Regions from separate parts of the Mus musculus genome. Here regions 1, 2, 3, 5 and 6 are each linked to region 4. The links are chromatin contacts, called in public HiCAR-type and promoter capture Hi-C maps. All regions are on one chromosome and are shown on one strand. Each heading gives the region's core, a stretch centred on a gene start, on an enhancer-like site or on the middle of the called end of the contact. The rest is flanking DNA. Distances are from core to core; before and after follow the strand shown.

The links. Promoter capture Hi-C pulls out the DNA fragments that hold promoters and counts their contacts. HiCAR-type assays count read pairs that join an accessible place to other places. Capture Hi-C pulls out chosen DNA fragments and counts their contacts.
Region 1: a contact with region 4 is called in a promoter capture Hi-C map of fetal liver, with 3 times the contacts expected there. The contact joins the promoter of Bub1b here to the promoter of Zfyve19 in region 4. A contact is called at or near these places in 7 of 39 promoter capture datasets (the SN4741 cell line, erythroid cells, fetal liver and 3 more), 2 of 484 Hi-C or Micro-C datasets (CD4 T cells and muscle stem cells), 1 of 115 datasets of contacts at active chromatin or transcription factors (microglia) and 2 of 9 other capture datasets (liver and pancreatic islet).
Region 2: a promoter capture Hi-C map of liver shows a contact between it and region 4, with 2.4 times the contacts expected there. The contact joins the promoter of Srp14 here to the promoter of Zfyve19 in region 4. A contact is called at or near these places in 3 of 39 promoter capture datasets (erythroid cells, hippocampal neurons and pre-B cells), 3 of 484 Hi-C or Micro-C datasets (B cells, CD4 T cells and memory CD8 T cells), 2 of 115 datasets of contacts at active chromatin or transcription factors (large pre-B cells and pro-B cells) and 2 of 9 other capture datasets (adipose tissue and liver).
Region 3: a contact with region 4 is called in a HiCAR-type map of kidney, with 2.9 times the contacts expected there. The contact joins the promoter of Bmf here to the promoter of Zfyve19 in region 4. A contact is called at or near these places in 2 of 39 promoter capture datasets (3T3-L1-derived adipocytes and pre-B cells) and 1 of 115 datasets of contacts at active chromatin or transcription factors (kidney).
Region 5: a promoter capture Hi-C map of erythroid cells shows a contact between it and region 4, with 5 times the contacts expected there. The contact joins the promoter of Mapkbp1 here to the promoter of Zfyve19 in region 4. A contact is called at or near these places in 2 of 39 promoter capture datasets (erythroid cells and liver).
Region 6: a promoter capture Hi-C map of adipose tissue shows a contact between it and region 4. The contact joins the promoter of Pak6 here to the promoter of Zfyve19 in region 4. A contact is called at or near these places in 3 of 39 promoter capture datasets (hippocampal neurons, liver and pre-B cells), 1 of 484 Hi-C or Micro-C datasets (the G1E-ER4 cell line) and 3 of 9 other capture datasets (adipose tissue, liver and pancreatic islet).

Annotation. Positions count from the first base shown.
Region 1 is chr2:118,595,970-118,599,745 of GRCm38.p6, reverse strand. It overlaps Bub1b (BUB1B, mitotic checkpoint serine/threonine kinase), which reads right to left and starts at 1,535. Exons shown (of 23, transcript NM_009773.3): 1 at 1,285-1,535. The coding sequence starts at 1,298.
Region 2 is chr2:118,477,413-118,481,057 of GRCm38.p6, reverse strand. It overlaps Srp14 (signal recognition particle 14), which reads left to right and starts at 1,362. Exons shown (of 5, transcript NM_009273.4): 1 at 1,362-1,467; 2 at 1,608-1,680; 3 at 2,025-2,137. The coding sequence starts at 1,444.
Region 3 is chr2:118,546,953-118,550,990 of GRCm38.p6, reverse strand. It overlaps Bmf (BCL2 modifying factor), which reads left to right and starts at 1,305. Exons shown (of 5, transcript NM_138313.4): 1 at 1,305-1,451; 2 at 1,821-1,950; 3 at 3,979-4,038. The coding sequence starts at 1,329.
Region 4 is chr2:119,206,302-119,210,026 of GRCm38.p6, reverse strand. Zfyve19 (zinc finger, FYVE domain containing 19) reads right to left here and starts at 1,307. Exons shown (of 11, transcript NM_028054.3): 1 at 844-1,307. The coding sequence starts at 897. It overlaps Dnajc17 (DnaJ heat shock protein family (Hsp40) member C17), which reads left to right and starts at 1,232. Exons shown (of 11, transcript NM_139139.2): 1 at 1,232-1,339. The coding sequence starts at 1,262.
Region 5 is chr2:119,970,698-119,974,638 of GRCm38.p6, reverse strand. It overlaps Mapkbp1 (mitogen-activated protein kinase binding protein 1), which reads right to left and starts at 1,940. Exons shown (of 30, transcript NM_011941.3): 1 at 1,471-1,940. The coding sequence starts at 1,587.
Region 6 is chr2:118,661,498-118,665,646 of GRCm38.p6, reverse strand. Pak6 (p21 (RAC1) activated kinase 6) reads right to left here and starts at 2,070. Exons shown (of 11, transcript NM_001033254.3): 1 at 1,624-2,070; 2 at 781-864.

The DNA of each region.
Region 1 (3,776 bases), core at 286-2,785, 610 kb after region 4:
GTACATGATTAGCTCTTTTTTAAAAAAAAAATGTATTTATAAAACAAAACATAACTAAACAAAACAAGCCGGGTGATGGTAGCACACGCCTTTAATCCCAGCACTCAGGAGGCAGAGGCAGGCGGATTTCTGAGTTCGAGGTTAGCCTGGTCTACATAGTGAGTTCCAGGACAGCCGGGGCTATAAGGGGAAACCCTGTCTCGAAAAAAACAAAAAACAAAACAAAACAAAAATGTATTTATTCTCACCCCCCCCCCCCGCCGTGTGTGTGTGTGTGTGTGTGTGTGTGTGTGTGTGTAAGTCAGGCCACAACCTTAGAGTTGTTTCTCTCCTTCCACCATGGGGTTTCGGGGGTGGGGGAGGGGTGACCAAACAGGTCCTCAGTCTTGGTTAGCAATTATCTCTATCCACAGAGCCATCTCACCTGTCCGTGACTAGTTCCTTCTAGTTCAGACCCAAGTGCCATCTCATCAGGGAGGCCTCTGTTCAAATCTCCCTCTGCCCCGACTCCCCCACCCCCAAGCCTCATTGCTGGGTAATGAACTAAGGCCTTATGTACCTTGAACAAGTGCCCTTCCTGAGTTACATGTCCAAACCCTTCTGAAACCACACTAGTTCTACCTCCAATGCCGTCTTCTCTTGCTTTACACTTGTTAATACTGATTCTATCTGATGTTAAACATGTCTTATTGCCCATCCGCGACACACACCCCGATTCATTCCTCCCCAGAACTTAAGCTTCACAAAGGTTGGGATTTTGTGTCTTTTACTGTTCGCCTTCAGTGCTCAAAATGGTAGTCGATAAATTCTCTTCCATGAATGACAGCTTATGACAGCAATTACCCAGTTATTATAAGTTCCATAATTGAAATGCATCTTAAATTCTAACCTAGAAAAACCCTCTATATTTTATGATGAGGAAAAGCTGCAAGTGCTCTGCTCTTCAGATCCCTAAGCTGCTAGCAAAGTGAGAACACTTATTAGTTGAAAGCAGGTACTTTACAAACATCTTGAATCCTCCCAGAACTCCATAAAGCAGCATTAATATCTGCGTGCCCCCACCCCTCCGTAAACATGTTCAAGGTCAAATAAAAACGGCTGAGGTGAGTTTCAGAACCAGATCATATGGCAAATTCCAAACTCTCCCAGTCTTGCCCCCTGGCTGGATGCAGGGCTCCACGCCGTTGGGAAGGGGGTTTGGGGAGACCTGCTCTTGGCCGACCTCCTCGATCCTCCCCTCGCCAGCCGAGCACCCAGCGGCAGCAATTTGCGTCCGGTCCTTACCTCGCCTCCGCCATCCTGCATTCCCAATACTTGCTCTCGCCCTTCCGCAGACCTTTATCCTCCGAGTGCTAACTGAGTCTCCCTCAACCTTCAGCTGGCTCTGGAGCTGCGAAGATCGTCACCCCGTGCTCCTAAACAAAACCACGCACCCGATTCCTTCTCAGAATAGCCTCCTCACGCCCCCATCACGCACGGGCCGCCAAGTTTCAAATTTAACGTCTCTTGACGCAGACGTAGCCTCGCCGCTCCCCGCTCCCGCTCCTCCCAAAGCATTCTGGGGATTGTAGTGTATCCCGGGTTTAAGCACGCGCTGCGCAATGCACAATGGGAGTTGTAGTTTCAGGTTTGAGGTGCAAGGACCAATGGTTGTCCTAGCACTGCAGCGTGCTCAGGCACTTCGAGTTTGCTCTGTGTTTCCTTTCTAAGACAAGCCTTCGAACCCAGGGAGAGACACTTTATTAACAAGAGGTTCTTTGATGGTTTCAGTTTCATAACGTGTCTTTGAGTACATTACTCTTCTGGGTTGCTCCGAACAATTAACTGTGCTACGCCTAGGTCTTGTCTGAGCCCCAGGTCTTAACACCTGTCCAGGGATCCTTAGGCCACTCTCACCCAGCTGTTTCCTGTGGAAAGACTGTGTTCTCGTTTTTCTCTTTTACACAAGACCTGGTTTAGCACTGCACTTCCTTTCCCCAGCAAGCCCTTTGACCTCTACAACTTCTCAACTTTGACCAACTTCCTTTAAATTCTCTTGGAAGTGTACCATTTGTTCTCTCATGCAGCCTACCAGATGTCCTGTAAACTACGATCTAACACAGAATACAAACAGGGTAAGCGCTTTGCCTGTCTCACTGGAGCTAAAGGCTTGGTAATGCAGGCCTATAGTTCAGCTACTCTGGAGACTGAGATGTGAGGACCAAGACTTCAAGACCATCCAGGGCAACTTTACTTCACAATAAAAAGTTTGCTTTTGTTTTTTGTTTGTTTTTGTTTTTCAAAACAAGGGTTCTCTGTGTAGCCTTGGCTATCCTGGAACTCGCTCTGTAGATCAGGCTATAAAAATAACTTTTATTCTCCTGTTGTGATTGTTGTCTGAGGGGCTTACTGCCTCCATCTGCTGACCTAGATCCACTCCTAGAAAATTCTAGCCTCCATAAGATCTAATCTAGGTCAGCCTCTCAATTTTGTTGAATAAGCTCACCCTTTCTTGTTCTTTCTGAAGTCTACCTGGCTGGTTCAACTCAGCTGTTCTGGCTCAAACTCCTCTCCCAGCTGACTGACTCAATCTGGCTTCTCTCCCAGCCCCTGAATTGCTCTGCTTGGCCTCAAACTCACTCTAGCAGTCTTTTCTATTTCCTAATCTTCTGGCTCTTTCTCAATCTCTTGCTCATTCTGTCTTTACCTGTGTCCAGCTTGTTCTCTTTTCAACCTGCCTCCCTCTCCCTCCCGTGCTGCTCTACTCTCCCTCGCAACAATACTGCACTGCTCTCCAGGACTGCTGTATCCTGTACTACACTCTCTTCCTTACTGCACTGCCTCTCCCTTAAGACTCAATCTTCCCTCCCTCTCTCGTCTCCTTAGAGGTGTACATAGCCCATTCTGTCAAATTTTTCTCCGTTTGTTGGGGCGGGGGTATACAAACAAACAAGGAATGTCAGGGCGTCGATACCCAGACCAGAAACAGATAAATTAGTCATTTGAGCATATAACTTCCAACTAGGCTCTGGAGTAGAGAGGGGAGCCATGGGAATTTCTCTACAGAAGACAGTGAACCTGAGGGAAAGGACGAGTTGGCACAATCTACCCATCAGAACAAATCAAGTTCTGAAGCAACTGAGGTGTGTGTCTGTGGTAGATTCCCACCTCTCTATTTCCACCATTATCCAGTGAGTTTCCTCACCCAGCTCCCTACTCTTGGACCTCTATGCTGCCCCATCAAAAAGTGCCAGATTATACTCCACTTTCTCCTAACCATCATATAGAAAACAGGGCTAAATAGTGATGAGATGCTCCTGACAGGGTTTTAAGTTACCAATACGTGTTATAGGAGACTAGAGATTTAGTGTTTGGTTGTTTCTGAAATGCTGGGTTATGTGGAACAGCTCCCCTCAGGACTTCTTCATCTATCAGATTGCACCTTGAATCTTTAAGGGTGTGCATCAGTATTCCTGATGCACAAGTAGGAAATGTCACAACTCAATAGCTTAAAATGATGCAAACTCATTGTGTTCTGGTCTATGGATGAGAAGTTTGGCACGGGTTCTCTGGGTTGACTGAGGCTTGGGGAATTCTGCCTTGTTTTCTAGAGCTGCTGTGGGAGAGTGTGTTTCTCCTTCGACAGTTTTCTAGAGGCTTCACTGTCACCCCTGGCTCATGCTTCCCTTTTTATCCTCAGAGCTCGGGATCTAGCATCTCTTCATCCAGGCTTCCAGCATTACTTGCCTTTCTCTGATCATAGTCAGGAAATTAAAGGCTCATTACCTCAGATGGGG
Region 2 (3,645 bases), core at 113-2,612, 730 kb after region 4:
AACCAGCAGGAGCAATTAAGCCAGGAGAAGTTCTCTGCCATGTCTCTCTGAATGACGTGAAGATCATTGAAGACGCAAGACCGAGAAGCACTCCAAAACTAACTATGCAAGCCCCCATCACTGTCCATTGAGTCCTATTTATACTCCCTCCAAACATCACGTGTCCTCTAAGGGTCTTGCCTCAGTCTGACTTAGCAAAACTCCATGAGTCTGTATCAGCTGACATCACTCTGCCAATTGGCTGGAGTCCGAGGAAGTGGCAAGAAACTGCAGCATATCACCAGAAGTTTTTGTGTGTGTGTGTGTGTGTGTGTGTGTGTGCATTTCTCTCTATGGGGTCATGACAAACGGAGCTCAGCTACTCAATGTAAGGTGAACCAATGCATGCATGTTGTTATCGAAGAATCCTTCATCTCTCATTCTTTCTAAACATCCTTTTACCTGTGTCTGCTTCAGCGAAATGTTCTTTGATATAACCGATTTACCAAAGAAACCAGAAGTTTCCACTTTAGGCTGGCCTTGAACTCAGAGATCCTCTGCCTGTCTCTGCCTCCTGAGTGCTGAGATTAAAGTCATGGGCCATCATTCTTGTCTGAATTTAAGATTTTTAAACATCTTAAATCCAGATACTCACACTCCACCGATGAGCCACTCCCTCCCCACTCCCCTCTTTCTACCAGGAACAACATCTGAGCCTTCTGTGGCTATGGGCCCTGCTAACGGTGGCAAAGGCCCCGTGTGATCCCCGGCTCCTTCTCCAATCACTTTCACATATTTTCCCACCCTCTGAAGTAGGATAGAAAGAAAAAACTATGGACCCTGGAAACAAAAAAAAAAAAACAAAACAAAAAAAAAAGCACCTTTTTCTGGGGTCTAGCCTGTGCTTCCTGCTGACTTCAGCACTGCCGATGAGATAGATCAACAGTGCCTTCAGAGCAAGTACTCTTTGTCTAAAGATACCTCAAACAAAGATACTGAAACAGCGAACTCTGCTGTTTTAGCTTTCGGCTTTGAGTTTAACTTGGAGCTCCTTGGCCACTTATTCCTAAATGTAAACAATGCATCTATAAAAACACCTCACATCTTCATCTTCATCAGCAAGTTCTGAGAAACCAGATCATTGTGTAAAAAATGGGGAAAGTGAGTCAGTGGACTCTTGGGTGACTTGCATATGTCTATCCAGTCTTTCTTTTGCTCTCATTCCCTCCTACAGCCTACGGTGTAGCTTGACAACGCAGTCCAACCACCGAAAGCAAGCGTCACTCCTCATCCTGGATAGACGCGGGAGGAGGCGCCGAGCGCGCAGGCGCAAGGCAACCCGAGCGAAGCGAGGATTGACGGAAGACGTGCAACTAAAGCGGAAGTCCCGCCCAGCGCGAGCGAGTTTTCCGGCTGTAACCGCTGGAGGCTTCTGCTGACGGCGTCGGACCTGCGGAGCCCAGGATGGTGTTGCTCGAGAGCGAGCAGGTACCGGCGGCCCCGGAGGGCCCGGGACTCGAGCGAGTGGGGTCAGCTCGGGTCGCGGTTCTCCCTTTGCGGGCGGGCCGGGGCCGTGAGGCGGCGGGGCGAGGAGCGGAGGCTGCCTAACGGGGCGTGTTGTGTTGCAGTTCCTGACGGAGCTGACCAGGCTCTTCCAGAAGTGCCGCTCGTCGGGCAGCGTGTTCATCACCCTCAAGAAATGTAAGCAATCTCCGGGGCCGCCTGGGAGGGGACAGCCCGGCCCCCGGCCTGTCCGCACCGGCCACCTCCGGGGCTCGTGGCCGGTGCGGCGCCGGCCACCCACTCACCGTGACAGTGGGGCCCCAAGTGTGTCCGACGCCCGTTGTCAGGCAGCCCGGCCCCCGCTCCGTTAGTGAGGAAGAATATGCCTCGGGGTCCCAGTGTTTATCGAGCGAGTCGTTGCTCCTAGTTTTGGCTGTATCCTGAGTGATGGCGGACCCTTCCTTACGATCATCACTTTGGACCCAGAAGCAACGCCTGTGGTGGTGTTTACCTGGGTGGACTTTTTTTTTTCTTAAACACAGATGACGGTCGCACCAAACCTATCCCGAGGAAGAGTTCTGTGGAGGGCCTCGAGCCCGCAGAAAACAAGTGTCTGTTGAGAGCCACGGATGGGAAAAGGAAGATCAGCACCGTGGTGAGCTGGAGGCCTTTCTTAAGGCTCTGCTTTCTTTTGAGTTGGCCTGGCCGACTCAGAAAAAGTCAGTTTTCTCTCAAGTAGCCAAGGTACAGGAGCAACCTATCTCAGTGCTAGCTAGGGGAACACATTTAAAAAAAATTAAAATAGTGTCTTGCAGTCTACTCAGGCTGACTTTGAACTTGTGATTTAGGAAGCTCACACCAGGCGCTTCAGCCCGTGCTGGTGTCACAGGAGTGTCTCATCAACTGAGACAGATGACAGTGATGGTTTTTGTGAAGTTGGAGATGTGACCCAAGCCAGGGTCTTCATCCCGCTAAGTCATCGCTCTGGGTTGAGCCTCACCCCCACCCCGAGGGAGGAGGGGCATGTCAGGATTAGGTCCGGGTCCCCCTTCCCTGTCATTTTGGCCTGTCACTCCCAGGCTGTTGTGGGATCAGGATCTACTTCTGCTTCTTTTTGGTGGAGGGGGTGGGTTGTTTGGTTGGGATAAGGTCTCGGGTAACTGAGGTTCCTTAGGTCGCCTCTGTCTCCAACGTGGTGGAATCCTAGGTGTGCACCACCTTCACAGTTCCTGTTTTTGTAGGACAAACTATCAGCAATAAACTGTTAGGCAGAAAGTAGAGGCCGAATGCTTGTTCTGCTGGAGTCCGTGGTAGTGAGCATGTGGTCCGTTTTCCTAGGAGTTGCTGTGAAGCATGACTGGCTGTGTTTTCTTTCTCTGCTGCTCCATCAGTACATAGGTTCTGGGAATTAGATGATTATTTTTAACCTGTTTTTTTCCAGGTCTTTGTGGCTCACTTAACAAATGTAGCTACAGGTTAGGCTTGGCACTACAGAGGATATCTAGTCAAGAACCATGATCTTTTTATGAAAGGGTGAATATGCAAAACAAAGATTCCCTGGATTCAGAGCGAATGCTTCTTAATTCTATAGCGAGCCTGTAATGACAGTAGTACAGGATACTCAGGAAACTGCGGACGGTAGCTGATGTTCTCTTGAGACGACTGTCAAGGTAAAGCAAGGCTACATTGCCGTTATGGTTGGCTGCCACAAATGTGAAACAGCCTTTTTCCTAGGTATTATTTCTTTTATGACAGTTTGAATTGTGCTTATATCAGTCTGAATCAATGGAAGATAGAGTTTCATGAGACAGGTCCTTGCTTATCCAGCCCATCCTGGCCTGGAGCTTGTTCCTGTTCAGGCCAAGCCTGCCGAGCACTGGGACTCCAGGCCAGAGCCACCACGTGCTCAGCAGAGGGAGAAGTTTGGATGTAGTTTGCATAATAAAATGAACACTTTTGACAAGTCCTCTGATATCGCTCAGAATCCAAAGAGAAAAACGTAGGGGCATCTGTATAAGGTTTTTTTTTTGTTTTTTTTTTTTTTGTTTTTCGAGACAGGGTTTCTCTGTATAGCTCTGGCTGTCCTGGAACTCACTTTGTAGACCAGGCTGGCCTCGAACTCATAAATCCGCCTGCCTCTGCCTTCCAACTGCTGGGATTAAA
Region 3 (4,038 bases), core at 56-2,555, 660 kb after region 4:
TCAGTGGTTAAAAGCACTGGTTGCTCTTCCAGAGGACCCAGGTTCAATTCCAAGAACTCACACGGCAGTTCATAGCTGTCTGTAACTCTGGTTCCGGATGACACGCTGTCACAAAGACATACATACAGGCGAAACACTAACGCACATAAAATAAAAATTAACAAATTACTTTTAAAAAATACAGACTCCTCAGCCTGGTATTCCAGGGGGCACCTCTGCAATCTGACCTGAATCTACCTGCCCATACCCTCACATCCTAAATCATAGTGAAGATGCCAGAGAGCTTGATGGGGGGGAGGGGGGACGGGGGGGGCGTGCAGCTGATCTTGCTTTCCAGACATGTTAAGTACTTTATTCTAGCTCCCTGACCTCTCTGGGTCAGGACTGTTTTATTTGGTTTTTATTTAGTGAAATATTCCCCATTCTTCAAGGCCCGACTCAAAAATCTTTGCTTATTATCCCTAAAATAGCACCATTCAAGCTGGTTTCCATCATTCACATGTGAAGTATCGGTTCATTGAGGTCAGGCACCAGAAGTCTAGCACTTAGACCAGGACCTGGCACATAGTAGGTGTTCAAAAAAATGTGGAGTCATCCCTAGATTGGCCATAGTACACGAGATGCGTTTTGCTTTCTTAGCAGTCCAAGAACAGCCTTCTGCTGCTGCCATAGATAGGGCTGTCCGAGCTACCCCTTTGATTTCCCCTCTGCTAGAGTCCTTTTTTCAACAGTGATCTTCCACAGTCTAGAAGAGAGGACATGGCCTTTCTTTGCACTTGATGGATCCGAATGTCATTTGGTTCTAGATGCAGACACACGTGTTCTCCTCCAGCTTTCCTCAGACACGCCCAACAGGAAAGAGGGCAGTTTTTTGTTTTGGTTTTTTATTTGTTTTGCTTTTTTTTTATTAGGGACCAGCAGCTCGGTTTTTTTTTTTTTCCGCTATATATTACAAGGCGCGTCTGAAAACTCCCAGTCTCCTCCTGAGCCGGCTTTTTGGAAGTCCTGCAATAACTCAGCCCATTTCCAAGTAGACAAAAGTCACTTAGGCGTCTTGTCCCCCCACTACCTAGTAGAAAACCTAGGGACTCTCTGTCGTTTCTGGGGCTTGCATTAGGAACCGAATCCTCACCCTCTACAGCGCTCCAATTGCGCTTCTGACGGAGGTCAGAAATGCGCCCGGCCCCTTATAATGTTTCCAAGGGAAGGTTTGTACATTGGTGATTGTCCCTGGCAGCTGCCCAGCTTGAGACTTGGACCTCCACTTGCCATTGGTCAGTGGTTGGAGTGACGCAAAGAGGGGCGGGGCCTCATCAGCTGTTTGCGGGATGCCCGGAGCGGGCGTATTTTGGAAACAATACCGCGCGGTGTGCCGTGGCCTCCTCCCGCGCCAGCTCGCGCCTGCAGCAGTCGCTGCCGCAGCCCGCGCCACCGCCTCCCACCGCAGCCCGGTGAGCGCCCGGGCGGCGGGGGGCTAGGCGGAGTTGGATCGTACCTCCTCCGGGAAGTGGGGAGCGGAGTCGCGCAGCGCGTGGGGGCCCGGGGAAGGGTTTGGACTGCGGGCATCTGGGGTGACCACGGGGAGTTGGGGTGCAGGGATGTGGGAACGAGGTGCAGAGCACAAATTTGTGGTTGCTGCTCCAAGAGGGGCTTTCGGGAAGCATTTGGAATTCGGAGTTAAAAGTAGGTGAGCAAATGATCCTGGGGTCCACTGCCAAGCTCCCGGACGCTCTGGCCTCCGGGTGTAACTGTGGGGTGGGGCCGTAAGTTGTGGTGCATTTTGCCTCCCTGCGGAGTCTGAAGGCTCCTCTTCTTAACAGCTGGAGTTTGCCCCCTTCTTCCCAATCGAGTGTGGGCACCAAGCCCCCCGAGTGTTCTTCACCCTGGACCCTGGCGCAGAGCCCTGGCATCACAACTCGGAGGCTGAGACGCTGTCCTGGAGTCACCCAGGTGTGTGTGCGTGTGTGCATGTGCGTGCGCGTGTGTCCTGAGATCTTAGCCACTATTGAGTTCAAGGTATCTGGCTAGTGCTAACTCCTAAGAGGAGGAGTTTATATTGAGCATCCTAGTTGGATCGCCGAAGTTCTGCGATGGCTCCAGCGGACTTTAAGACCTTTGCTAGGAATAAAGCATTCCCTGGCGGTGCTCTCAGGAAGTGCCCTCTTCCTATCAGTCTGGACTTTACCACTTTAGCTCAGGGAAGCTGAGGGTCTCCACTCTTCCCCAGTTTACTTTTGACTTTGCCCAGAGCCCCTCCGAGGTTCACACTAACTGGAGAGCCACCTGCAGTTCTTGTGCAAAGTGGGGGGGGGTCCTCCGCGTTTTCAGAGCCACACCCTCTGGCTGCACCTCCCCCACTGTCCAGTCTAGGCAAGGGTTGAACTTTGGGGCTTTGCTGGGAGGGGGAGGGGAGTGATAGGCTTCAAAAGAAACACCAAGACAATGACTCCTGCTTGTGATTGGCTCTGGAGAGTCCCTACTTTGGTTGGGATAGCCACACTGCAAAGAAGAGGTTGAAGGACAGAAGAAGCACTGCTAGGTGACATCTCTTGGTCCTTTCATCTGGAAACTTTACGCTGGAGTTACCCCTTTCCTATCGGAACAATAGCAGGCATGGAGTCATTCTCCAGGGAAGAGGGCACAGGACTACGGATAGCTCAGGGGTGGGATGGGGTAAGGCTTGAGGGTTGAAGTAAGAACCTCACAGAGCTTGCATTTGGGAAAGTAAGGTTTCTGAACCTAACTGAGATTTCTGTAAAGACTTAGCCCCACAAACTACTTGGCTTGTCTTTCAAAGGCAATAAAGTGGGGATCGGAACTCCCTGGAATCCCCAGCAGTCTGATGATGACAAAATTTGTCCTTGCATCTCCTTAACCATTCAGGTGCTTGTTGATGCTTCTGGTTGCCCCAGGGGCCCTAACTCAGGCGAGGTCAGCTTGGAAGTTCAAGCTGCCGGGTGACTCCAAGTGCAGAATTTCATGAGCTGTCAGGTGGAGCGAGAGGAACTTAACACTAAGAAACAGCCCCACTGTGTAGGCAGGGAGAGAGCGCTCAGCAGGAGGGCTGAATTTCACTTCCTTCTGCGAGGCACTTTGCACCTATCTCAGGTTCAGCTCTGGCAGGAATGGGAGGCTGAGTGGATGAGAATTGGAAGTCACGAAGATTAGCGAGTAGAATTAGCTGGACACTTTGCTAGAGGCCGATTCAACCCTCCAGATTAACCTGTGGTGAGCAGGCAGCTTTGCTCCTCTGGACGGGAGCTAAGCCAGCTGGCCAGCTGGAGTGACTAAGTTACGTCCCCTGTTCCAGGACACACTCACCACACCACAGAGCCTGTTTGTTGTGTTGTGCAAGGAGGGGGTGGAGATGTGCAGCAGGGTGGGGCTTAGCACGTTAGGAGGGAACCTGGCTGCTCTACAATTCCTGGCTCTTGTTTTTGCTGCTTAGCCTGGAGTTCAGACTTCGCCGAGAGCCTGGAGGTTCCTGCTTAGGAAGTGTGTGTGTGTGTGTGTGTGTGTGTGCACATAAGTATGTTGTGCACTTTTGTATAGTCAGTAAGTGTCCCCTTCTGAGCCTCCACAGCCACTTACAGAGGCTAGTCTTGCTTCTATGTCCCCAGGTACCCGGTGGTAGCACCTGATCCTACCCTTGCTGTTGCTCGCAAATCCTCAGTGTCAAACTTTGTGACCAGCCTAGGTCAGAGGAGGGGGTGGGGTGGGGGATGGGGGGAGGGTGGCTCTGGCAGGTACAGAGAAAAGGCATGGAGGGGCCCTGACCATAGAGGCCACATTTTGGGGGTGAATGTCACCCTTGGTGGTGTTTTATTACCAGGGTTGTGTATCATCAGAAGTTGGCTTGGTTCCCTCACATAAGAAGAGCAGGGGTGGGGGGTGAGGGGGGAAGGAAGGAGGGGAGGGGAATCCTAGGTCTGGCCTCAGTAGGACAGCAGCCCAGATGCTTCCATTGTTCTCTGACAGGAGAGATGGAGCCACCTCAGTGTGTGGAGGAGCTAGAAGATGATGTGTTCCAGTCAGAGG
Region 4 (3,725 bases), core at 58-2,557:
TCATCATTTGTTATAACCATCATCACTTACATACGTCATCATATTTGATCCTGATGCCCACCAGTATTATCTCTATTTTAACAGGGGCCAGTGAAATTACATGACCGTTCAATTAGATCATTCTTTGAATAAGACAGGGCAGCTGAAATTTGAACTCTGACACCAAAATTGATATGTAAGTGCTCCAATCCTATACACCATGAATTCGTCCCATTTACTTCCCTTGCAGCTCACAAGGGGAATGTGGTTGAGAAGAAGGCTTTTTCATTGTGCCCTGGGGAGAAAAGGGCAAGCTGTGGACGGGGCAGGTTTCAGAACAGAGAGCAACCGGCATGCATGGGATGACTTTAAAGACAGAGATGGAGAGAAGGGGAGTGGATAGAATGTAGGTGGAGATTTAAAAAAAAAGTGTAGCTTTTGGAAACTTTACAATTTCTAGGGTCTTTTCAGCTACAGCACCTCACCGAAGCTACTTTACATTTTCTTAATTTACATTATTTCTTTGTGAGTGTATGCGTGCAGACATATGCATATCATGGCATGTGTGTGGAGATCAGAGAATAACTTTCAGGAGTTCTCTCCTTCCACCATGTGGGTCCTGGGGTTCGAACTAAGGTCATCGGGATTTGCAGGAAGTGCTTTTACCTCACTGAACCTCATCAGACCATCATCTTAACCCGGAAACGGGTGGGCATCCGACCCACTTTACAGAGAGGTTAACCGGGTTACTTCATCAAAACCACACAACTGAAAAGAAGCCGTCAAACGGTCTTTAGCCTGCAACTCCCTTCCCTTCGCCCCGCGTCCTCCCTTGGCCCTTCGGCTTTCTGGGAGTACACTCGCCTCCTTCTTGAAGAGGGTGAACTTGACAGCACAGCCGTAGCACCTGCTCTCCATAGCAGTTCTCGGCGCTGCAGAATTGGTAGGTTAGCCTCTCACCAGCGCAGGGTAGGCCTCTCAGACCCTCAGGTTGTGCAGCCCAGTCCCACACGCCCATCGGCGCTGTCCAGGGGCGGCCCAGCGCGGAGAATTCTGACTTTGCACTCACCAAGGCGGGGCGGCAGCGGAGTGGGGCATGCTGGGAGTCGTAGTTCATTCTCCGCAGCGCGCTCCTCCACAGCCAGTCAGACGAGAATCGGAAGGCATCATCCCAGGAGGCTTAGCGCGCTTTTGGGCCGGCTCGGAGCGAGTAAGCCCCGCGCCCACGCACACGCTCAGACTCCTGGGAGTTGTAGTATCAATTCAAGTTTGGACTAGAACCATGGCGGTGACCAAAGAGCTCTTACAAATGGATCTGTACGCGCTGCTCGGCATTGAGGAGAAGGCGGCAGACAAAGAGGTGAGAACTTGATAGGCAAAGCAGTTCTTCGGTCCTCGCGTCAGGGCGCGCGCCTGGCTCCGGCTTTCTATGCTCCGCCCTATCCTGGACCCGGAGCGAGGGACGGCCAATGACTAAAAAGGGGGCCTCCGGGCACTTCCTGAAAGGCTTGAGGACTGGGTTAGGGAGGGAGGCATTGAGAACTCTGAACTGTGTGACCGTGCTGTCCCTTCTGCCACACTGTTTGGAGGCCGGTTGAACCTGAGAGCCCAGGCCTGCTTTTTTGCGCCTGCGCAGCATCAGTTTGTACGCTGAACGTTTTACCTGTCTGTCTGGAGGTGTTTGGTTTTAGTCTGTTTTAACTTCAGGGGGATCCTAGGAAGAAAAGTCTCTAGGCTCTAACTCCTCCCCTCAGCCCCTCTTCTTTTTCTGGATTTGACGTTGAGGCCTAGAACCTAGAGGCCTCAGTTTTCTTTTCCTCTTTTTAAGTATCAGATGTTCCAATGTTGTCAGTGCGTGCTGCTTAGCGGGTTAAACAAGAGGATCAGAAGGTTAAAGCAGGTGGTGTGGGGGTCCACTTATCTCAAGTGCTGTACTTAAGGTTTCTGTTATTTACTCTTAGATTGTGGTGGCAATAGTGACAGTACACGCAGGGGAGTTCATTGGATAAAAAGTAATGCCCACCGGGCTGGGCATAGTGATCCAAGCCTGTAATGCACTTGGGCGCTGGAGGGAGGAGAATCAGGAATTTAAGGTCAACTTCAGTTTCTTGTGGAGTTTAAGGTCAGCTGTCTTAACGTGTTTAAGGTGGGGGGGGGGAAGAGATCCTTTTTATTTATTTATTTTTTCGAGACAGGGTTTCTCTGTATAGCCCTGGCAGTCCTGGAACTCACTTTATAGACCAGGCTGGCCTCGAACTCAGAAATCCGCCTGCCTCTGCCTCCCCAGTACTGGGATTAAAGGCATGCACCACCACCGCCCAGCAAGAGATCTTATCAATGCTCTTATACTTCTGGACTGCTTGTCCAATGCTTGAGTGTCAGAAAGAGTGCTCTGGGGCAGAAAATCAGGGTGATTGGATTCTTCAGTAAAGTTGTGGTCATCCTGCTCAGAAAGCTTCCTGAAGATTTGGCTGAAGTCAAAAATGGATGTAGAAATAAATACTCGTAAAGCACAGGCTTTCTCTTTGCAGCCCTGGCTGTCCTGGAACTCACTCTGTAGACCAGGCTGACCTGGAACTCAGAAATCCACCTGCCTCTGCCTCCCAAGTGCTGGGATTAAAGGTGTGCGCCACCAATGCCCGGCTCTCTCTCTCGCTCTCTCTCTCTCTCTCTCTCTCTCTCTCTCTCTCTCTCTCTCTCTCTCTCTCTCTCTCTCTCTCTCTCTCTCGAAGAAAAGTTGATGTAGCCCTGGCTGTCTTGGAACTTTCTATGTAGATCAGGCTAGTTTTTCCGAACTCACAGCGATAAATCTGCCTCCCAAATGTTAGGATGCCCCGTGCCCTGCTTTTGGGATCCAGGCTTTTTACCTGAATGCTTAGGATCCAAATTCAAATCCTCTGCTTACAGAACAGGCACATTACAGACTGGGCCAGCTCTCCAACCCCAAATCATAATCCTCACCACCACCACCTGCTGCTTCTTCCTCCTTCTCCTCCTCTTCTTCCTCCACCACCTCCTCCTCTTTCTATTATTGTGTGTGTGTGTGTCTCAGACAAAAAAACAGCACAGAGACCCTACTTAAAAAATATAAACGGGGTTGGGGATTTAGTTCAGTGGTAGAGCGCTTGCCTAGCAAGCCCAAGGCCCTGGGTTCGGTCCTCAGCTCCGGGAAAAAAAAAAAAATATATATATATATATATATATAAACAACGAGGGGGATGGGGTGGTTGGAGAGATGTCTTTGCAGTTAAAAAGGCTCACAATACTTAGCATACTCTTCCAGAGGATATGAGTTTGGGGCATCTGTAGTCAATAGCCTCTGCAGACATCTGCACTCATGTGCATACATACTCCCACATACACTTAGACATATATTTTATTTTATTTTATTTTATTTTTTTTTTTTTAAGATTTATTTATTGATTATATGTAAGTACACTGTAGCTGTCTTCAGACACTCCAGAAGAGGGAGTCAGATCTCATTACGGATGGTTGTGAGCCACCATGTGGTTGCTGGGATTTGAACTCTGGACCTTCGGAAGAGCAGTCGGGTGCTCTTACCCACTGAGCCATCTCACCAGCCCTAGACATATATTTTAAAAAGAACCCAACTCAGTTTAGTTGGCCCCCTCAGTGAAGTTTTGTCTGTTACTCCTCAACCCCTATGCGGGATATGAACTTAGGACTTTGCTAGGCAGATGTCCTATTGAGCTCCAACCTAGTCTTTTTGCCTGTCACTCTCTTTC
Region 5 (3,941 bases), core at 691-3,190, 760 kb before region 4:
TCCTATGCCACACAGAGTTACTATGTTTATGGGCTCCTAGGAAGACACAAAACCTAATCTGATCCTGTGGGAACAATGCTCAAGACTCCCTCAAGGGAAATCTTGTAAATAAATGTATTCTACTTTTGTATGCCCCAAATTGTGATGAGTCTCAAAACTGAATAAAATATGAGCTGGGCATGCCAGCAATCCCAGCACTCAGAAGGCTGTGGCACAAGTTTATAGTTCGAACCCATCCAGGACTGTGTAACAAGAGCCTGCCTTGAAACAAAACCAAACAAATAAAAAAAAAAGTATAAGGACCAAATCCCAGACATGTATAAGAATGGAAGATGGATGAACGTCTGCCCAGAAGAAGGATGCTGGCATACAATGCTCAGAATGAGCAGTGCCACAAGGACAGACCAGGAGAGCTGCCTTTCTGGCACACACACGTGGCTCCTTCATGTTATCACGAGAAACCAAGACGTTCCAGTTAAAGCAACTTAAGTATCTTTATTTATATTATATTATGGATATGATTGCTCTATCTGCATGTACACCTGCATGCCAGAAGAGGGAGGGCATCAGACCTCATTATAAATGGTTGTGAGCCACCATGTGGTTGCTGGGAATTGAACTCAGGACCTCTGGTAGAGCAGCCAATGCTCTTAACCACTGAGCCATCGCTCTAGCCCAGCAACTTAAGTATCTTAAAGAGATAAACCATTTTACATTTATTTCTTCCCCTGCATATGTGCATGCACATGTGGAGATCAGAGAACTACTTCCAGGAGTTGGTTTACTCCTTCCACCATGTGGGTCCGAGGAATCAAAATCAGATCAGGCTTGTTGGCAAAGGTCTCTACCAGTCCAATCTTGCCAGCCCAATCTTCTACATCTTTGAACATGACAGGGTATCACTATGTAGCCCTGGCTCCCCCTGGAAATTGTTATATAGACCAGGCTGAACTTGCCTCTGACTCCCTAGTGCTGGGATTACAGGCATGCATCACTAAGCTTGTCAAAAAATTGTTTTGCTCTCTTAGATGAAGTGTATTAGTATATTCTTTCTGTTGTACAGTCTGGCATTATAACCCCAACTGTTACACTAATACATTAGTCACAGCTAGGTCCTTTACAGAATATGTGATCTCACTGTACTCTTCTAAGAAGAGAAACTGAGTCATAAAATGTCAACTTGTTTCCCAAGCACACACTTAGTTTAAACTGAGGCCCTGTTAAACCCAGTTTGCCTTCCTATGCCCTTCTTCAAGCCATGGCTGCGTCTCAGCATGCCCACCCACGCCTGCTGTTCTTCCAACTTCAAATCAGGTCGTCAAAGATAAGCGTATATGATCTTTTAAAGCCAACAGAGAAATTTCATTCTTCCACCCCCTTCCTGCCCCTCAAGAAAGAGAAAGGTAAAAAAAAGGAACGAAGTGCAGGAGAGGACAGAGTAGGTAAGAGGTGGCTCCCAACAGGACTCACCTTGGAGCTGAGGTCCTCTCTCCGGTTTCCTGCTTTACTTCTGCGTAATTTGATGGATGGAGACCTCAGCAAGTTCTTGATACGGCTAGTAATGGTTGACCCTTCTCCAGCCATCATAACGAGGAGCCCCTAAGGACAGTCCCTGGCCTAGCCTTTGGACTTGTCTCAACAGCGGTACTGCCTTCTCGTTCAACACAGCCTTCGGATATGCACTTTCACTGGCCTGAGATGGCAGAAGCAACCTTATCATCACAGTAGGTGTCTTCTGCTTGTCACCAACTCTTACTCTGGGCATTGCCCTGCGCTTTCCCACTCCCCATCCCCACCCTAGCCTGCTAGATTTTTTTTTACAAGGGGAGGACGACCCCTGGAGTGAAGAAATGTCAGGCCCACACCTGCCAGAGGCGTTTAACTGAAGAATCGGATGAACTAGTGACCAGTCGGGCGCCGGTTACAGCCCAAGTGTTCCCATGGTAACTGAGGTGTCCAAGGGAGGAGGCCTCCGAAGCCACTGGGCAAGGGGCCGAAGCACCGAGCTGGCCGCCGGGCTCACGCTGGCCCGAGCCGATGCGAGAAGCTCCCTCCCGCACCCGAGTCTTGGGAGCTCCGTTTTAGCCCCCCACACCCACTGCCTACTTCAGAAACCCTACTACTCGTCAGCGCCCCCGTTCGCTGGGGCCCAGCTCACAGCGCCCTCCGGCATCGCGATCGACGGCTTCAGCTCTGCTGCCGCAGCCGCAGCAGTAGCTATGGTGGCACCAGCGGCTCAAAACGCGAACTAGAGCCTGGGCCGAGCTGCGCTGGGAGGGCGGGGCCTAGTAAAGGGGGTGCGGTCTGTGGCAGATTGGTTCCCGATTGGACGACTGATGCCTATGGGGGCGGAACCAAGGAATGAACCAAGAACGCAGAGGTCTCGGATTCTGCACAGTATAATTGTGGGTACCGCTCCTAAAGGAAGGTCAATGTAATATTGCTTTAGAATTGAGAGAACCTGGCCTTTTACGGTATTATCAGGCATGGTCCTCTTAGAGAACTTTGATAACCACGCCTCCAGGCCTAAGATTGATATTTGGTGGGCCTAGGAGATTACGGCTGAAATTTAATTCCTAACTCATAAAAAAAAAAAAAAAAAAAAAAAAAAAGGAGGGGGGGGGTTTGGGATGCTGCCAAAAGAACTCCTTTCCATTCCAAGTGCTGGGATTTAACGCAGTTGGAATCGTTTCTGATTCCGGCCAGCCTAACACAATGACTCACGCAGAGTAACTCAATTTACACACTTTTGAACTTAATCTATCAGTGATGGAAGACTCAAGCCTCAAAATAGAGCCTTAGGGTAGGTTGTGAACTGAAAAGGCACCCATGATATAATCCATCATTTCCTTAGCTGCCAACGTCCTTATAGCATTTAACAAGAAATACTGTTAACAGCATTAACAGTATTTTTGCTACTCCAGATCTTTTCTGTCTTTTCAAAAATTGCAAACACCCCTAGGGCTGACACCGATGTCAAAGTTTGCTGCTATCAGGTTTTGTTTGTTTTGTTTTGTTCTAGCTCATGGAGATAGGGGAAATACCACATACTCATGCTTCATAGATTTGTAAGTTGGCTAGAATTTTTCATCTAGCTACTACTTCAAGAAATTACCTTGGGGGTTGGGGAGCGCTGGACAGATGGATTGGTGATTAAGAGCGCTGGCTTCTTTTCATAAGACTCAGGTTTAATTTACCAGCACCCTTATGGCATATCACAACAGTTCCCAGGGATTTGTCTCCCTCTTTTGGCCTCCATCATAGGCACCAAGCAAAACACCCAAACACATAATTTCTTTAAATAAAATAAAACTGCCTTCTGAAAAGGCTAGCTTAAGCCAAAAGGCCTGTACCCAACTAGAACAGTACACTGACATGTCCCCCATTCCAGACCGTAGGAACTGCTGAGGAAAATGGTAGTTAGAGGGAAGGATCCTTAAAAAATGGTTTAGTGGCCGGGCGGTGGTGGGACATGCCTTTAATCCCAGCTCTTGGGAGGCAGAGGCAGGCGGATTTCTGAGTTCGAGGCCAGCCTGGTCTACAAAGTGAGTTCCAGGACAGCCAGGGATATACAGAGAAACCCTGTCTCGAAAAAACAAAAAACAAACAAAAAAGTTTAGTGGTACTTGCACAATCTGTGTTCAAACAGGAAGGTACCTGTGTACTATATAGCTACGTATTGGATACAAATGTCAACAGCAACTGGACGCCTAAAGCCACACATTATAGATTTTAGGAAACTAAAATGGTACTTCCAATTTTACCGCCTAGACCCGAAGACAAGAATGATCACCTCTAACTATATTAACTCGGCACCATTAATCATCTGCGATTTGACCTACTCACAAAGCTGCTGTACATTGCTAACAAATGCCACCACCTGGTGTTTTAATTTGTGTACTACAGGTCCTGCTCTTCTCTGACCGGGTTTATCATATTTT
Region 6 (4,149 bases), core at 821-3,320, 550 kb after region 4:
GGCCCTTCTTAACCCAAAGACCAACCCCCAATCCTAACTAGGTGAGCTCCCAAGCCCACCCTGGGAACTCAGTTTTCATCAGAACCAACTTAGGGAAAGACACCCCTGTCTCCCCGGAAGGAATGCAACATTTTCTGACCTTGGCATTCTACACCAGTGGCTACACTGCACTAACCTTGCTCCCTGGGGCATGGACTTGAGTTCCTGGGGCCTGATGAAGCCCACCAGCCCAGAATCCTGAGCAGAAGTGGTAAGCCCAAGCAAGACTAAGGGTAGCACTAGCTTGCCCCCAGGCAGGCCCCTGGCCCTGGCCTCATGCTGACTTTCAGAGTCAGAGTCTGCCAGGTTAAGTTCAGGGAAAGGGCACCAGTGGGGGCTGGAGCCCAGTAGGCAGAGGACGCACCATAAATATTTGCAGAATGACTACATGAGGGGCAGGTGAGAAGGGCTTCTTGGAAGAAGTGCTGGTGGCCCTCGCTTGGTCTGGCAGGAGCAGGAAGCAAAGGCAGGGACTGTAGAAACAAGCCCAGAGCCAGAAACTGGTTTCCACCGAGCTGTTTCAAAATCTACCTGAAGAGGGGGTGGCCAACAGTCAGGTCACCTCAGGGATCCTTAGTCCAAGAGCTCACAGTTTTTGGTTTTTTGGTTTTTTTGTTTGTTTTTTTTTTTTTGTGAACACGGAGTTAGCTTCTCTGGCCTAGGTGAGGAGTGGCCTCAATAAATGGATACCCTGTCCCCAGCTCAAGAATCCAGAACCTGCTGCCACAGTGGAGACCTTACCTTGGCACTCCTTCTGGGCAGCTGGGCCTCACCCTCTCCCACTGTAGGCTGGTGCTTGTCTGGAGCCCAGAAGCTTGGTGCTACCTTTAGGCAAAAAAAAAAAAAGAAAGAAAAAGAAAGACCCCGGTGATTTTCTCTTTCAGCCGCTTTTCCCCAGAAGGTCCCTGATTGGTGTCATCTCATCTCTGTGGGCACAACCTCCCTGCCTGCGGCAGCTTACTCACCAATGTGCCTAAAAGCCTGCCAGTTGTGTGGAGGAGGTAGGGGGCCCACACCCCTCTGCCTGTCACACATAGGGGCATGCCTGAAAGGGGGTTTCAGGGTGGCCCCCAGCCGAGCCCCGGCCTGTAGCCTGCTCATTGGATGTGTCTTTGAGCTCAGCAGGGACACACATAGGAGCTGAACAGCTCTGCCTGGGAGAGTGATAAGATCCTTGTTAGAAAGGTGTTCTCTGGGCACTCAGGGCTGTCAGGAAGACAAGAGATGAACCTGCACACCCATGCCTATTAGTTTAGTTCCTAACACTTGGCCAGGCCTCAGGACCACGTCCTACCTTGGCATCTGGCCACGTCTCTGTCCTGTGGTCCCAGCCAGGGCTTGGGCCTGCCCGAGCAGGCAGCTGTCCTTCTGTCTGCTCAGGCCACGTGTTTGCTGTCCCTTCTCCCCAACATGCACTCAAGACTAGGCTGGCCCAGCATCGATCAGAATCAACCCCTGTCAGGTCCCCATCCCAGCTCTCTGCTGACCAGCGGCTGTCCTCAGATCTGGCTGGGCGCATACGCACTGTGACACACCCTCACCCTCTCACACACGTGGGTCCACACCCAGTACAGAGCCACCTACCTGCACAGGCCTGCCTATGCCAATCCAGTCTTGCTCTCCAAATACCAGTGACCCTGGAAGCCACACGTTTCCTTTTACAGAAAGATCCCCTTGAGAGGTGAGCGCAAAGGCAGCCCAGAAGGACTCCAGTCGGTGTGGACTAGACTCCCCTTCTCTCCCAGAACCTTCAGAGGACACACGGGCAGCCCGAACACCATGTCTGCTATTGTATTCTGCCAGCCGAGGTCTCTCCATGGGCACCTCTGGCTCCCTCCGTGCCTTCCATGTCCTTAGGGGGTAGTGGCAGCTTCCGGGCGAGTTCCATTTTCCTCCAAGCCGAGGTAGGGCGGGGAGAGTTAGAAGGGGCGGGCCTCAGGGACACCTCCAAGTTTTCAGCTCCCCAAATAATCAGATGCAAAGGGGGAAGGAAGAAAAGCCAGGGTGGGTGGGTGACTCAGTGGCGGTGGGCCGGCTTAGTCACCTGGATGGCTGCTTGCTGCTCCCGGCATGTCAGGAACCGAGCAGTGCCCTCCCCCCACCTGCTGTGGTCTGCCGCTGCTGTCAGGAAGAGCTGGCCGTGGAGCCCCCGGTGTGTTCAAGCTGCGGAGCAAGCGACAACCGCTCCCGCCTTCCTCTGGTCAATCGATCAGGGCCCGGCAGCCCCGGCCGCGGCGCACCCCTCCTCCACCGTGCACCCCAGCTCACTTTGGGATTTCTCCATTAGAATCTCAGGCAGCGACCTGCTCCTGTAGGGCGCGAGCAGCTCCAACGTTGCCTGGCAATTTTGATATCGTCGGGGGTTGCCATGGGGAGGAGGGTGATGTCATTGACACAAAAAAACCCACTGAATTTACAAATCAGCTGGGGCTGGAGCTATTTATAAAAAAACACGTTTCTTACTGCTTTCCTTTGCTGAGGGGGAGGAGGGAGAGAAAAGACTGAGGGGTGGGATTCAGAGGAGCCTACTGTAGTTCACCTCACCGTTGTTCCCCAGAAACCAGACCTTCTTGGCTCACAGCCAAGCCTAACCCCCTTCCCATCCGCGCCCCAGGTTTGCAGCTGTGGGTCTCAGCCCTGGCAGGCGTGGCCACACCTGGGCTGCACGTTCTCATCTGGTTTTGTCCTAAAGGGCAAAAAGGGTGAGGATGGAGGGTGGGGTACTCAGCTCTGTGGGTACCATCTTTCTGTTCTCCCCTGCTCCAGCATCGCCCCTCCCACAACTAGAAACAGTTGCATGGGAGGAAAGGAGACTCAGGATGCCCACCTGCTGGTTCCCTGAAGAGCACTCCGTAAGCATGGCCCCTCCCTCACTGTCTTGAGCCTCCTGCCTCCTTCACTGGTCATTTTCTCTCATGTCCATCTGGGAAGTGCCCAAATTCCCGTCTTAGCCAATTGTTTGCCTTTTCCCTTTTCCCAGGCATCATTCCATAATCTCTCTGTGGCTTCCTCTAAACTCTGCTGAAGGCTGACCTCAAACCTATGTGGTAGCTGCCCCATTGTGAACAGTCCAGCCCACACTGCCCACCACGTGTTCCTAGACCCACAAGTACTGCCACGAGAAAGCTAGAAGTCTTCTGATTCTAACTACCCAAGGGGGCACTAAAGTATTCACATCACTTTTGAACATTCATTCTTAAAATGTGGCTAACTCCCTGAGCTCTGAATTTTCAGTCTTGAGCTCACATCTCAGCTCTATTGTTCACTAATTGAGTGACTCTGGCCTGCTGTTTAATCAACTGAACCTCAGTGTCATCATCTATAAAATGGAAACAATTTCACCTGCCTCCCAGGATTATGGGAATTCCGTAGACAAAGCTGCCCGGCCAGGGACTGTCCATCCGAGAGCTTGGTAAACATCAGCATTCTTCTCCGTTGGCCTATGTCATTTATTGCTCATTCTTATCTACCTAGTCACCAAGCTAATCTTCTAAAACCAGGACTCCCAGTCACTGCCTGTGCAAAGGTCTCAGACTGCACACAGGGACAACATCAGTGTCCAACAAGAGGGACATCAAAATCCACATACAAACGTCACTCAGGGGCCAACAGGAAACGTCTTCCCTTGAACTAGGTAGGCAGTTTTAGAGAACTCTGTCTTTCCTTTTTGCCCTTCAAAATAACATCGTGAGGAAACAATTATAAACGGTCCACGTAGGCTCTAAAAGCAGACAGAAGCAAGTTAAGTCAGAAGCAAATTTATGGTGGATCACACCTGTAATTCCAGCACTGGAGGGGGGGGGGCTAAGGTAGGAGGGTTACTGTTAGTTTGAGGATAGCCTAGGCTATGTAAAGCATTCTAGGCCTACATCGAATCTGATATCTCTCTCTCTCTCCATATATATTAGTATTGTTTATGATCAGAAAAAATGGAAGCCATAGAAAGCTCACAAATCGGGGACTGACTAATATCAGATGGTACTTTCTTATGCAGCCAAATAACTGCTGGACCCTGACCAAGGATGGAGTCAGGTCAGCAAGATGGCTCAGTGGGTAAAAGGGCAGCCACTTGAACCCGACAACCTGAGTTAGAACGCTGGAGCCCATGGT